Regions from separate parts of the Mus musculus genome. Here region 1 is linked to region 2. A link is a contact called in public HiChIP or PLAC-seq data. All regions are on one chromosome and are shown on one strand. The core of a region is the stretch at or near the end of the contact, and the rest is flanking DNA. Distances in the headings are between cores, read along the strand shown.

Evidence for each region. HiChIP or PLAC-seq counts read pairs in DNA pulled down with a chosen protein or histone mark.
Region 1: an H3K27ac HiChIP or PLAC-seq map of heart atrium shows a contact between it and region 2, with 6 read pairs. The contact joins two enhancer-like sites. A contact is called at or near these places in 2 of 484 Hi-C or Micro-C datasets (the STO cell line and embryonic stem cells), 1 of 115 datasets of contacts at active chromatin or transcription factors (heart atrium) and 2 of 9 other capture datasets (adipose tissue and liver).

What each region holds. Positions count from the first base shown.
Region 1 is chr13:12,364,317-12,370,848 of GRCm38.p6, reverse strand. No RefSeq gene overlaps it. Among named protein-coding and RNA genes, the nearest start is that of Actn2, 27 kb to the right of the region's middle. Within about 2 kb of position 1,523, at least 43 of the 459 cell types and tissues checked have an H3K27ac peak or open chromatin away from gene starts, as enhancers often do. A contact at or near this core is called in heart atrium, where this site is marked.
Region 2 is chr13:12,192,265-12,198,865 of GRCm38.p6, reverse strand. Mtr (5-methyltetrahydrofolate-homocysteine methyltransferase) reads left to right here. Exons shown (of 33, transcript NM_001081128.3): 27 at 878-953; 28 at 3,473-3,628; 29 at 5,056-5,252. Among named protein-coding and RNA genes, the nearest start is that of Gm10336, 9.1 kb to the right of the region's middle. Within about 2 kb of position 2,640, at least 40 of the 459 cell types and tissues checked have an H3K27ac peak or open chromatin away from gene starts, as enhancers often do. A contact at or near this core is called in heart atrium, where this site is marked.

The DNA.
Region 1 (6,532 bases), core at 274-2,773, 170 kb before region 2:
GTTGTTTGTTATATTAACAACTAATGTCTGCCTATTAAAGAGAAGGTGCTAGACCCCTACCTTGGTTCGCAGAATTCTAGGAGGAAATGGTGCTAGTAGAATGCTATTGTGTGTCTTCCATAAAAACAGTTCATGTAGGAATCCCTTTATGTTTTCCCCTCTTCCGCAAGACAAGCCTGCAAATACTCATGTGTTTGACTGCATGAGGTGACTCTTGATGTGTACCCTCTCACTCACGTAGTCACTCTCATATGAGCCTTCTTTGGAAAGATTTCAGGTCTATGTTAGTAGTGAACTATGACAATGGACATACGTTGGCTCGTTGGCTGTGTGCAAATGTTCACGACAAGCATAGGTAGCTGTGCTGTGTTGGACAAGTTTGCCAGAACAAATTCACCCTTTAAATGCATAAGCATTCTCCCCCCCCCCCAAAAGCATATTTGCTACATCAAATGTTGTTGATGCAAGCATTACTTCACTTTCCCCATGATGAGGCTTGCTAGAAAGGACACCCCAAGCAGAGAATCTCACACGATTTCCCAGCATCCTCAGCACATGACATCAGCATATGCATTCAGGCCATTCTCTTCAGCTTATATAGCCCGGGCCACCGGCATCATCTGAGGTTACAATGTCACTCAGGTGGCTCACGTCACCACTTTCCATTCCCTCCCACTGCTGCAGTCTCATTTTAGCCTCGGGGATCACGAGGCATGGAGTGTCCAGAATGTCACTTGTGGAGATAACATTACTGTTTGCCCCTACTGTCCAGTGACCGTGCTCCAGCACCAAGCATCACGTGCTGTGCGTGTGACTAGAGAGGAGGATGTAAGCAGAGGGCTTTGCTTGGGGCTGATGTGGCCAACAGAAAATGCAAACAAGGCAGTTTCTTGCGCTCAGCGGCAAACTTGGCATATGTGGCTGTCCCTGCAACAAATGACAATAGTATTTAGATACTCAATTTCCAAGCATTAGGAGGTCTGGTGCTTGGAGTTCTCACCCGCTGAGTGGCGGAAGCTGGAATGGCAACTCCCACTTTCCCCCCAGGAACATCTCTCAAGGACTACCACTTCCATTTCATGGCTTTTCGGTTTCAGCCTCATAAACCTCCCCTCAGAGGGAAATACAAAAATAGAATCAGAGAGACAAGGAGAGAAGGCAGGGCAACAGAATGCTTCTTCAGAGCCCCATGGACTGTTTGGAATTTCCTTTCTCAATAATCCACAGGATCATCAAAAATAGGGTCTGTCTGCTTTCCACAGCTCTGCAAAGTTCTAGGTCTGGACCCTCCTAACTCAGCCATGCCGCTGGGGTGGTGGGGAGGGCCCACTGGGCAGGGGTCGCTTGCAAGCACAGCTGCTCCTAAGCTCAGGAGCTTAGCCTTGCCAGCCGTGAGCTGTTGCCAGGTTTCTGGAGTGTTAGAATAGTAAACAGTTGTTTCTCAGAAACAGAGATAGGGTGATCCGCAGCCTCACATGCTAAATTTAAATTTCATTACGCTCTTTCCTAACAACAGGGATCAGGGCTTTTCAAGCAGGGTGGGGTGGAGGGAGCTGTAGCTCTAGAGGGTTGGAAGAAGGAACCACTAGGTGATTCAGTTTCGCCAAATCCCAAAGGATGCTTTGCTCATGTGCTCACTGTGTCCCTGACATTTTGAGAGGAGCCTAGAGGCTCTCAGGGAAAAAATCAGACTGGGAGGTGTCACAAGTTCTTGGCCATTAGCCCCGGTGCTGCCCCTTGTGAACTTTCTCACAGTTAGCAGGAAGCAGCCAAAGGGCTGAGAATAAAGCCGAATAAAGTGCACATAATTAAACGCTGACAAGAGCCCGGCTGTAAACTCCGATGTCATCAGCCATGTCATCAGAACAGCGATGGCTAAGGAGATGAAAGGGACTGGAGGGGCTGCAGACATGGCTCCATCAGTAAAGTCTCTGTCACACAAGGGCAAAGTCCTGAGTTCAATCTCTAGAACCCACATAAAAGTCATGGTACACATCTGCAATCCTAGCTCTGGGAAGAGGGGAGACAAGGGGATCCCCAGAGTCTGTTGGCCAGCCAGTCTAGCTAATTGGGGAACTCCAGGCTCAAGGAGAGTAAAGTAGTGATCAACCAAAGAAGATAACAGATGTCAAACTTGGCCTCCATACGCATGTGTATACATATCTGTGCACACAAAGTCAACTGTAAATATACACACAAACACTACCCACACATACACACAAAAAATAAAGTGATTGTGGTAGTTTAAATATGGCTGACCCACACAGTGGCACTATTAGGAAGTGTGGCCTTGTTGGAGGAAGTGTGTTATCATGGGTGTGGGCTTTAAGACCCCCATCCTAGCTGCCTAGAACTCAGTCTTGTCCTGTTTGATTTTGTAACAAGATGTAGAACTTCCAGCTCCTCCACCATACCTGCCTGGATTCTACCAAGCTCTAGCCTTGATGATAATGGACTGAACCTCTGAACTGGTAAGCCAGCCCCAATTAAATGTTGTCCTTATAAGAGTTGCCTTGGTGTCTGTTCACAGCAGTAAAATCCTAAATAAGACAAAGTTGATACCAGGGACTGAGATGTTGCCGTGATATGCCTGGCCAGGTTTTTGTTTGGAAGAATGTGGATTTGGACCGCAGTGGAATTCATTAAGTTGGGCTAAATGAGCCATCCTAGTAAGAATATGGAAGCCTGTTGCTGTGAGTGATTTGAACTGTGCAGACCTGGTCCAAGAAGTTTCAGTGGAGAAGAATTTCAATATGTGGCATAGAGATTGTTTTTGTAATATTTTGGTGAAGAATGTGGCTGCTTTTGGCCCTTGTCTGAAGAGTCTACATGAGACTAAGGTGAAGAGATTTGTATTAATTGCATTGACAAAAGAAGTCTCAGCAGACTTTGTTCCCTGGTTAAGTCTCATGAAGAGTATTTTCAACAAGTGTAGCAAAGTTTAGAAAGGAAAAATATAAAATATATGGTTTGAGTATCAAGGGGGCACCAGGAAGTGAAATGGAGCTGAATCCTGAGTTCAAGGATATTAAATCGAATGAAGGGAGTAGTGACCTTGGGGCAAGATTCCATCCAGCTAAATTCAGGCCCAGGCTTGGTACTCTAAGTCTTTAATCCCAGGAGGTAACAGCAAGAAAGTTTCTGAGTTCAAGGCCTGGCTGGTCCAGAGCAAGTTCCAAGTACAGAAAAATTTAAACCCAGGCGCAGTGGACCACACCTTTAATCCCAGTGCGTAGGAGGCTGGTATACACATCTCTGAGTTCACAGTCAGTCTACAGAGCAAGTTCTAAGGCCAGGCAAGCTTAGGTAGTAAAGGGATTGAAAAACAGAAAGTTGGTGCTAATGAAATATAACAAAGGGGTGATGTTCTAGCCCCAGTAAGCAGCAGAACTCAGCAGCTTTGGTCATTTGGCTCTGGTTTTATATTCAAGAGGAGAATGAGACTACTGGGACAATTGGTGCTGGTTAGCTGAAGCTAAGAAATTAGTGGTGATGAAGAAGAGATCAGCATCACTGAGGTGAAATCTTCTGGGAAGTGTTTTCTGAAAGCACAAAGAAGCTGTGTTCCAGAGGCAGCCACGGTTGTACCTCGTGCTGCAGCTATACTTGGTAATGTGTAAGAGTCATTCAGGTGGTACTGGCTTTGAAGGCATGAAGGTGATATGAAGAACAGCTGAGGCTTGGCACTATGAGAGGCCATAGAAGGCCATTAGAAGGTACAGCCTCAGTTGCATTTGGCAGCCTAGGACTGAAGGAGTCATGCAAAGAACTTGAGGCTTGGCACCATGAAGAGAACCTATGAGAAGCTATTGATGAAGCCTAATTGTAGCAGAAGACTCCAGTGTAATGAAGATGCCAGTACCATGGAATGAGCACCAAGAACAGCAGCAGCAGTGGAATAGAGTCAGCCAGAGCCTAGAGTGCTACAGAGGGCAAAGCTCCTTCCTTTGAAGGAGCCCAAAGGACCATGTGTGGATCCCAAACACTGGAACAAGAAGCTGTAACACTGAAGTTGTCTTGGAGACCTCAAGATGATCGAGATGCCAGAGCCATGGGATATCTACTAAGGAAAGCTGCTAACAGGGAGTGGAACCAACCCAGGAGAAAGAACTTTGTTGCAATCAAGAAAGATGAAAAAGGAGTTGGAAATCTGAAGACTGCTTTGACAACAGATATGGACATGCAGAGAATGGAGTTTGCCCAGCTGGTTTTCTGTCTTGCTTTGGAGATTACAGTTAAGTGATTGTAGAATCTTGGAGACTGAATTTTGAACTTTCAACATTGTTGAGACTGTTATAGACTATGGAACTTTGGAAGGTGGATAACTGTATTTTGCATTTTTTCTTTCTTTCTTTCTTTTTTTTTTTTTTGAGACAGGGTTTCTCTGTATAGCCCTGGTTGCCCTGGAACTCAGTCTGTGGACCAGTCTGGCCTCGAACTCAGAAATCTGCCTGCCTCTGCCTCCCAAGGCCTGGGATCAAAGCCGTATGCCACCACTGCCCAGTGCATTTTTTCTATGGCTAGGTATAACCCCTATAGATTCATGTGTTTGAACATGCCCATGGGAGCCAGGTTTGAATATAGTTGGCCCAGGGAATGGCACTATTAGGAGGTGTGACCTTGTTGGACTAGGTGTGGCTTTGTTGGAGGAAGTGTGTCATCATCAGTGTGGGCTTTAATTAGGACCCTCATCCTAGCTGCCTAGAGCTCAGTCTTCTGTTTGCCTTTGTAACAAGATGTAGAACTCTCACCTCCTCCAACACCATGCATGCCAGGTCTCTGCCATGCTCCAGCCTTGATGATAATGGACTGAACCTCTGAACCTGTAAGCCAGCCCCAATTAAATGTTGTCCTTATAAGAATTGCCTTGATCATGGTGTCTGTTCACAGCAGTAAAACTCCAGCTAAGACAGTGATAAATAACAACTTTATAAAACATGAAGCTTGGAGCAAAGCCTGAGGGCAGAAGTAGGGACTTCCCCGGACCACCCACATCTCCGCTTATCCTGATGCTTCATGCCCTCCCTTACCTGAGGGCTTGGGATAAGGACTTCTTGAAGAGAAGGCGAAGCACAAAATGCAGACATTTGTTTGAGCCATGACATTTGAACTATTAAAGCAAAGAAGGGGGAAAAATCTCCACAGAGAAATACAGACCTGCCAGGAAGAATTTTCTTAGTTCTGAGACCAGCACTTCAACATTTAGTTACATAAATAAATACAAAGTGAAACCCCAAAGTGGAAATGGGGGCATAGCAGATACTCTTTTCTTTTTTTTTTAATATATACCTATTGCTTCATTTTTTTTGCCCATTTTTTATTACATATTTTCCTCAATTACATTTCCAATGCTATCCCTTACTCTTTTCTTTTTATTAAATTTAATTAATCAATGGATGGATGGATGAAGTGTGTGGTGTGTGTGTGTGTGTGTGTGTGTGTGTGTGTGTGTGTGAGAGAGAGAGAGAGAGAGAGAGAGAGAGAGAGAGAGAGAGATCAGGATCTATGTTGAAAGGAGTTGAGATGTCAAAGACAACCTGAGAGAGTCAGTTCTCTCTTTCCACTATGTGGATCCCAGGGTCTAGCTATATATTTTTTGAGTCATGGTCTCATATAATCTAGGCTAGCCTTGAGTATGTAGCCAAGGATGACCTTGAATTTCTTTTTTAAAAAGATTTATTTCTTTATTATATGAAAGTACACTGTAGCTATCTTCAGACACCTTTTCTTCTCTCTCTGGCCCTGCTCGCTCCGGCCCAAAGATTTATTATTTAAGTACACTGACTTTAGACACCTCAGCAAAGGACATCAGCCACCATGTGGTTGCTGGAATTTGAACTCAGGACCTTTGGAAGAGCAGTCAGTGCTCTTAACCGCTGTGCCATCTCTCCAGCCCAACCTTGAATTTCTAATCTTGTCTCTACCTCCAAAGTGTTGGGATTACAGGTATGTGACATCACACCATTTTATGCACTGGGTGGAACAAAGGGCCTCCTGCATGCTTGATAAGCAACTGAGCTACAGCCCCAGCTTTCCTGGATCATCTTGATATAAATACTAGGCTACTGTTTGCCTTTGCCCATGTGTTACTTTACTTATCACTCTGACAAACACTTGACAAAAAAACACTTATGGGAGGAATGGTTTTGTTCAGCCCATGGTTTCCAGCCACTGTTGTGGGGAACACATGGAGTTCACGGCAGCTGGAGTGGGAAGTGGATAAATCTCACACCTCTGCAGATCTGGAAGCTTACAAATAGACCAGAACAAGAGGCTGGTATAATCTCTGAGGATCAGCCTAGCAACCTACTTAGCAATGTCCCCAAAGAGCTGGGGACAGAGTGTTCAAACACATGAATCTTCAGGAGTCATTTCAAGATGAAACAGTAACCTCCATTCTTCTGCTCTTCTGATGAAACCAACACCAGGTTTCTACTATGTTTGAATAGTAAAGAGTTCATCCCAACACAGGAAAGGAAGAGAGAGAACAGGAAGCCAGCCCGCTTTCCAGTGATGTACTTCCTCCAGCAAG
Region 2 (6,601 bases), core at 1,391-3,890:
CTAATGCATTTTAAGGAGGGTATGGACCTACTTACTTATACCCAGCACTTAGAGGGGCAAGAGGATCATGACTTTGAAGCCAGCCTGGGCTACCCACCAAGACTATGTCTTGAAACACTTGAGAATTTTATTTTTCTGTCTTGAGCCAAACATTCTGAGTCTTGAGTGGGTGTTAGGCTCCATGCCAGACACCAGGCCGATGGGAAAGAGCTTACTGACATCCCAGAGGTGGGAGCTAGATCATCCCAAAATGGTATCCTCAGACTTGTGCTTGAGGGGGAAATGGAGGAAAATAGAGCATTAACCAGACACTCACAAACCTCTCCTCTCCTTACTTGCCCAAGGTTTTCTGCCATTCAGAACAATGTCCCTTCTAGGCTTCAGGAACTCCATAATTGAAGTCATGGTGCTCTGCCTTCCATCTTTGTGTGGGACATTAGGAGAGTTGCTAGGATATAAACGAGAGAATGAATAGCAGCCCCAGGTGCTGCTGATGCCTTCTTCCCACTCTCCTTGCAGTTGCCTACAGCTGACAGTTCTTTGGGTCTGCCTTGGTCTGATCCTCAGGGTCATTATGGTGGGGCAGCTAACTCCAAGACCGACTTGTGTCCTGAAAGAGCTGGTCGAGTCTGCAGGGTCAGACTTAGAACCACAATGTGGAGCTAGTAAACACATGTCACTCTTTACTGTCTCCTCTTCTAGTGGCAGTGTGAAGCCACAGTGGGTGGGAAAGGGTAGGGATTTTCTTTTAAAAGGGTTCTGTTTTGTTTATTTGGTTATTTGTCTCGTTTGCAAAAGCTTCTACATCAGCTTCCGTGGCCATGTTTTCATTGTAGAGATAGAAAAGCTAAGTGATTCTGACTATTTTCTTCAACAGGAGAGAAAATACGTACCCCTAAGTCAAGCCAGAAAACACGGTTTCCACATTGATTGGCTCTCTGAACCTCATCCAGGTCTGTGGCTGCTGCTGGACTCACAGCTAAGTGTGATAACTGACAGTGTCTAGGACGTGTTGCAGTGCTTGGCTACAAAGGAGCCTGCAGTGAGAACTTCTCAGTTGTGTGTCATATGAGCCACTCCACCAATGGAAAAGAAAGTAGATAGGAAGACCTACTGAGTGCCACCACTGTTGTGAGATGGATTCATCATAGTATACTGAGTCCTTGATGACTCTGTACCAAGCATGGCTATTGTGTCCATTTTAACTGAAGAGAAGGGAATTTCAGATAGTAACTGGAATGACTGTCAGGTTTCTAGTATCAGGTTTATCTTCTGTAGCCTGTGCTGTGCTTGAGTGGGACTTCTCAACTGACCTGAGTTGCATGCAGGCCAAAGACTTGGCTTGGAATGTCTGAAATATAAAATGGCCTTGCACTTACAGGTCTTGAGAGACTCTGCAGCAAAGCTGGGTCCCTTTTCACTTTCTTGTTCTGTCTCTGGATGCTTCCCTTTTAATTTCTGTTATGTGGTTTCTTCCTGTTTTATTTCTAGCTACTTTTCTTACCTCACATAGGTGTTCACAAGGGAATAATATGCGTAAGATGTTTTGACAGGCTCAGAGAGACATGAGATACAAATGCAAAACCAAGACAGGGTGAAAGGGGGTTCTGTTAGCAGAATCCGTATTTTCAAGGTAATGTCTGAAATCCGCTTTCAGTGCTCATGACATCTGTGCTCTACACATGCTCTGCAGAGTTGAGATGAAATTGCAAATGTAGGTGTGCTCAGTTCTGATTTCACTCCTGCTGGGTTCAGGGTGGTTTAGTGGAAAGAGTGCCAGACTGGGAGCTGGAGGCCCGAGTGCTTGTCCCTACTTGGCTCCTGGCTCTGATTCACTGTTGTGACCTTGAGTGTCTGTCTTCTGCATTTTTACAAGCTCCGTTGTGTAAAGGGGGATTACTTTAAGGAAATGTTCAAAGGGTAAAATTAGATACTAATGTGAAAACCTTTGAAGACCTAGAAATCACTAGAGCAGAGTCCATGCTGTGGGTCTTTATTTACTGTTTATCTTTACTCTAAACGTTGGTCTAGAGGCGTCAGGGCAAGTTGTCGATCCTAAAAGGGCTGTGGCTCCTGGTAGTGGTGGAGATACTTCTTGGGTTGCCTTTTTTAACCCCCATATGATGCATCACTCGGCTCTATCTACCTTACTGCCTGAAGGATGCGGGTCTCAAGGTATGGCCTTCCCATGTTTTGAGGCTATTCCAGTTATCTTCAGGGAGCTATAGGACATCAAACCCTAAAAAGGACAGCTTTCTCTCTCTAGACCTTGGGAAGAAGAGCCTGAAGCAACAACCCCAGGATTCTGGGCATGAAGCTTGATCAAGAGTAGCCCTGCCCTCAGCAGCTCCACAGCTGCAGGCCACTGTAACAAGAGGCCTCTTTAAGTCTGGAGTGTCAGTGGTCTCTCTTCAGTTTCTCTCCTAAGAAGACTATCCAGACTTTGTTAACAAAGCTGTTCAATGGTGGTTGAAAAGAGGGGCAGTTGTGAATCATGGGAAGATGGCAGAACAGATGGGAGGAGTCACTGCGGTGCAGGAAGGCAGAGATTCTAGTTAAGAGCTCCTCCGCTCTCCCCTTGCTTCCTGAGAGGCCGGTGTTCTTCAGAGCAGCTGCTAACAGTGGAACAGCCAGTCCTCAGATCCCTAGTCACAGGGAGACATGGCCATTCAGAGTTGGCAGTAGCACTGGTACCTTGGCCTCTGGCCCAGTATCCATGTGGCATTTTGTCCTTGGTGTCCTGAAATGGCTGGAGCACAGTCTGCCTATAGAGGCCCCAGAATCATGTATGTTATGGTATGTTTCAGGCTTGGATATAAAGGACAATTTCTGAACACCCCTCTATTTCCATTATACAATCTAAGAAATGATTTATGACTCCTTTTTTTTTTTAAAATCGGGTATTTATTCATAGTGGAGGTCCTGTATTTGTCCCTCCCCTGCAGAGTAGGGAACTCATTTCAGTATATGTCCCTACTCTGTGTGTGTGTGTGTATGTGTGTGTGTGTGTGTGTGTGTGTGTGAGAGAGAGAGAGAGAGAGAGAGAGAGAGAGAGAGAGAGAGAGAGAGAAAGAGAGAGAGAATGACTGTGCAGGCAAGGCTCTTGGTTCATGTTTGTAAACCTGATACGAGTAGTGTATTACACAAGCCCTTCTGCTTCTGCAGTGGTCTTTAACACTCTGACCGTCTGTATACTCAGGGATGAACTCAAGGCTTCCTTTTTTCTTGGCTATGGTGGGGCTAGAAGGGTGGAGGGAAGTTTCCAGCAGTCAGTCAGCTGCATGGGAAAATTCCTTTTCCACAGTAATTGAAAGTTCTGTTCTTGGTAAGACAACTCCTACGGGTGACAGGAGGGAAGCAGGTGTGGGAGTGCGCTGTGGAGTGAGGAGCAGCAGAGGACACCTCAGTGTGTGTTGGTGTGAGTGCTCTCCCAGCTGCTGTGCCAACGCTGACAGCTGTGCCTCTCCTCTAGTGAAGCCCACGTTTATTGGGACCCAGGTCTTTGAGGACTACAACCTGCAAAAGCTGGTGGACTACATTGACTGGAAGCCTTTCTTTGACGTCTGGCAGCTCCGGGGCAAGTACCCGAACCGAGGATTTCCCAAGATATTTAATGACAAAGCAGTAGGTTAGTAAGTCCTGCCTGCCTGGTGTTCACGATGTGTTGTGATTCGGAGTGGTTTGAGGGAAGGCACTAAGTGTTTAGTTTGTACAGGATACAGCTGCTTCCACGTGACTCACCACTCAGCTTTCACACGAGCATTTCAGTGTTTGCTTGCCCTTATCATGTCAGGTAAATGTGCCCTTTTATTAACATTTTCTTCAAATAAATGTACTTACTGACATCAGTTACACACTGGTCTCTGCATGGCAGAGAGGCAAAAAAAAAGAAAAAAAAGGAGCTATCTTGAGGTTTAGTACCTGATTGACTACAGTGGAGCTGACAGTCCTAGGTTTGTTCTGGGCTGATGCTCGACTCTTGCTAAGGGCTCTGCCTGGGATCCCACTCACATAAGAAGAGGGGCTAGAACTCCAACAGGAGATTAGAGTGGGCTTCCTGGAAGTGGTGGGACTTGAAATGTTATTGAAGATTCCATGGGGTTGGTGAGCCTGGGTATAGGGATAGGAACCAGGAAAAAAGGATATTTCAGAGAAGGAAAGTGGGCAGCTTTGGATGCAGGTGTCCACGTGGGGAGTTGCAGACTTCGTTGTACCCAGAACACTCAAGGAAGGAGGGAGACTTGGTGTTATAAAGAAGAGAAATGAATAAATCAGTAAATTGTTCCCCTCGGTTATCGTGGGTAGCTCACCCCCACCCAGGAACCGAGAGACTTGGAATCACAGCATGAAGACGCCACAGCAGAGCAGCACGGGAGGAGGCATCCTGCTGAACCATTAGATTCGATGGAGAGAGCCCGGGAACAAGACACTTGTCAGCTTCGAGAGGGTCCTGGGCGGGTTAAAATGCTTACGGGCAGTCGAAGGCTTAGGCGAGCGGCTTCTTACTGTACTGTCCTTGTGCCCACCACAGGCAACCTGAGAAGGGAGTGTAGGACTGTACTTCACCCAGGCAGGGCAGGGCAGCACACGTTGCCCACTGAGAGCTAATGGGAACTGAAGGAGAGTGTCCCAGAGCTGTAGGACATCAGGAAGGAGGGTGCCTACCATTGCAGATGCTGACACCTTCCAGGTTACAGCACCAACACCATGTAAGAGGATTTGGGCCACACTTCGCTGTTGACCCTGTCTCGTCCAAACATCACTGGGAAGTTAATGGGATTATATGTGGAATATCAGTTCTTGCCTTCTTTTTTGACAAGAGGTGCCATGGATTTAGCCTCAGGATTCTACTAAATGGGAAAATATAAACACATTGAGCTAGAGGAGGCCCACTGTTAGGGCTCATTTCATGGACCCACTATCTACTCTGTACTCTGTTTCAGGCTGTGTCCGTGGCAAACAGTCTTTGTGGGGAAGGAGAAGTGGCAGTGTTTTAATTGTTATTTGCAGATTACTATTGGCATCTTTAAATACATCCTTATATATTTTTAATAGGTGAAGAAGCCAGAAAGGTATACAATGATGCTCAGAATATGCTGAACATACTGATTAGTCAAAAGAAACTGCAGGCCAGGGGTGTGGTTGGATTCTGGCCAGCACAGAGTGTCCAGGATGACATCCACCTGTATGCAGAGGGGGTGGTGCCCCAGGCCGCTGAGCCCATAGCCACCTTCTATGGACTGAGGCAGCAGGTATGCAATGTGTGTGGACAGCGAGGGCATTGCTTTGACTTTCAGGTTTGCAAACTACACTAAATGTCAGTTGGGAATTAAGGAATCGGAGCCTTTCATTTGTCTGTCTCACTTCATCTAAACAGTCCTCCATAGGCCTGAGTCTTAGGCCTCTGTGAGGATGGAGAGAAGACTCCAACATGGGTGTAGGGGTTCACTGTAGTCTGCAGAGAGACAAGGATAGTTCTGTTAGCTTAGCTGTCATACTCATGCTCTTAGCCTTTCAGTCCCCTTAGCTCTTGAAACTAGGAGGCAGGAACCCAACAATTGCTTTTCACCTGAGTCTGCTACTCAAGACTGACATGTGGCTTACTGTCTCAGATATCCACTGAAGAGGGAGTGAGACCCTCCACATAGTGCTGTGTCGGGCAGCTTACGTCTCTGTTTCGCAGAGAATGGAACATGGGCAGAGGGAGCTGGCACCCAGTGAGCTTTGTCTGCAGAGACAAGCACACTTAGTGCACCCTGGCTCTACTTCTCTTTGTAGCTGGTCTCCGCAGTGCACAGCCTCTGGTTTTTGTTTTTGCCTTACCTTGCCAAGCAAGGACTTTAGCTGCTATAGACACAATTGCCTTAGTCAAGAAGTGGAGCTAGAATTTAATAATTTGCAGTGTTACTTTTTTTAGTAATTTAAAATCGGTAGCATTGCCTTTTATCATAATGCAGTTCATAATGGCAGGGTTTTAGTAGTAACATCAGAGGGAATTCTTAAATTTGGGCCCTAATGCTATCATGAGTTATGTGAGAACAGTTAAAGCTTTCCTCTGTGTGCTCAGGTGCAGACACCGCAGGATAGAGCAGGCAGTTCCAGCGCTGAGCTCTGGCTCTTGCTGGGGAATGGGGAGCTTTCCTTTGACTGGTAGTGAAGGCCAGGGACCTCTGCTGGGCCCATTCTTTCATCCTCCAGTCCTTGGCTTCTCTCTGCTGTCTTTTCACTTTCAGAGTGAACTAAATACTGTTGTGTCGGGAAGCCTGGACGCGCTGCATAAGGGCATTGCTACAATGGATTCTTGGTTCACCCTTTTAGTAGTCCCAAGAGAGGGGAATTGGACCATGGACACATATTGCCTGCTAGGCTAGGCACTAAAAAATTGTAGCGGAGCACCTCATTACTCTGAGTGGGAGCCTTTTGTTCAGAGTAGCTCTGATGGCCATCTCTTCTAAGGCACAGTGGGACCAGTGACCTGTCTGTCTTGGGCTGCAGAGTAGCTCTGTGTCCCTCTCTTGCTTTTTTATTTTATTTTCTAAATCACAGAACACTAGAGCACCGCTGGAAAGTGGACTCTCCATTCACCTCTGCCCCCGAGCTC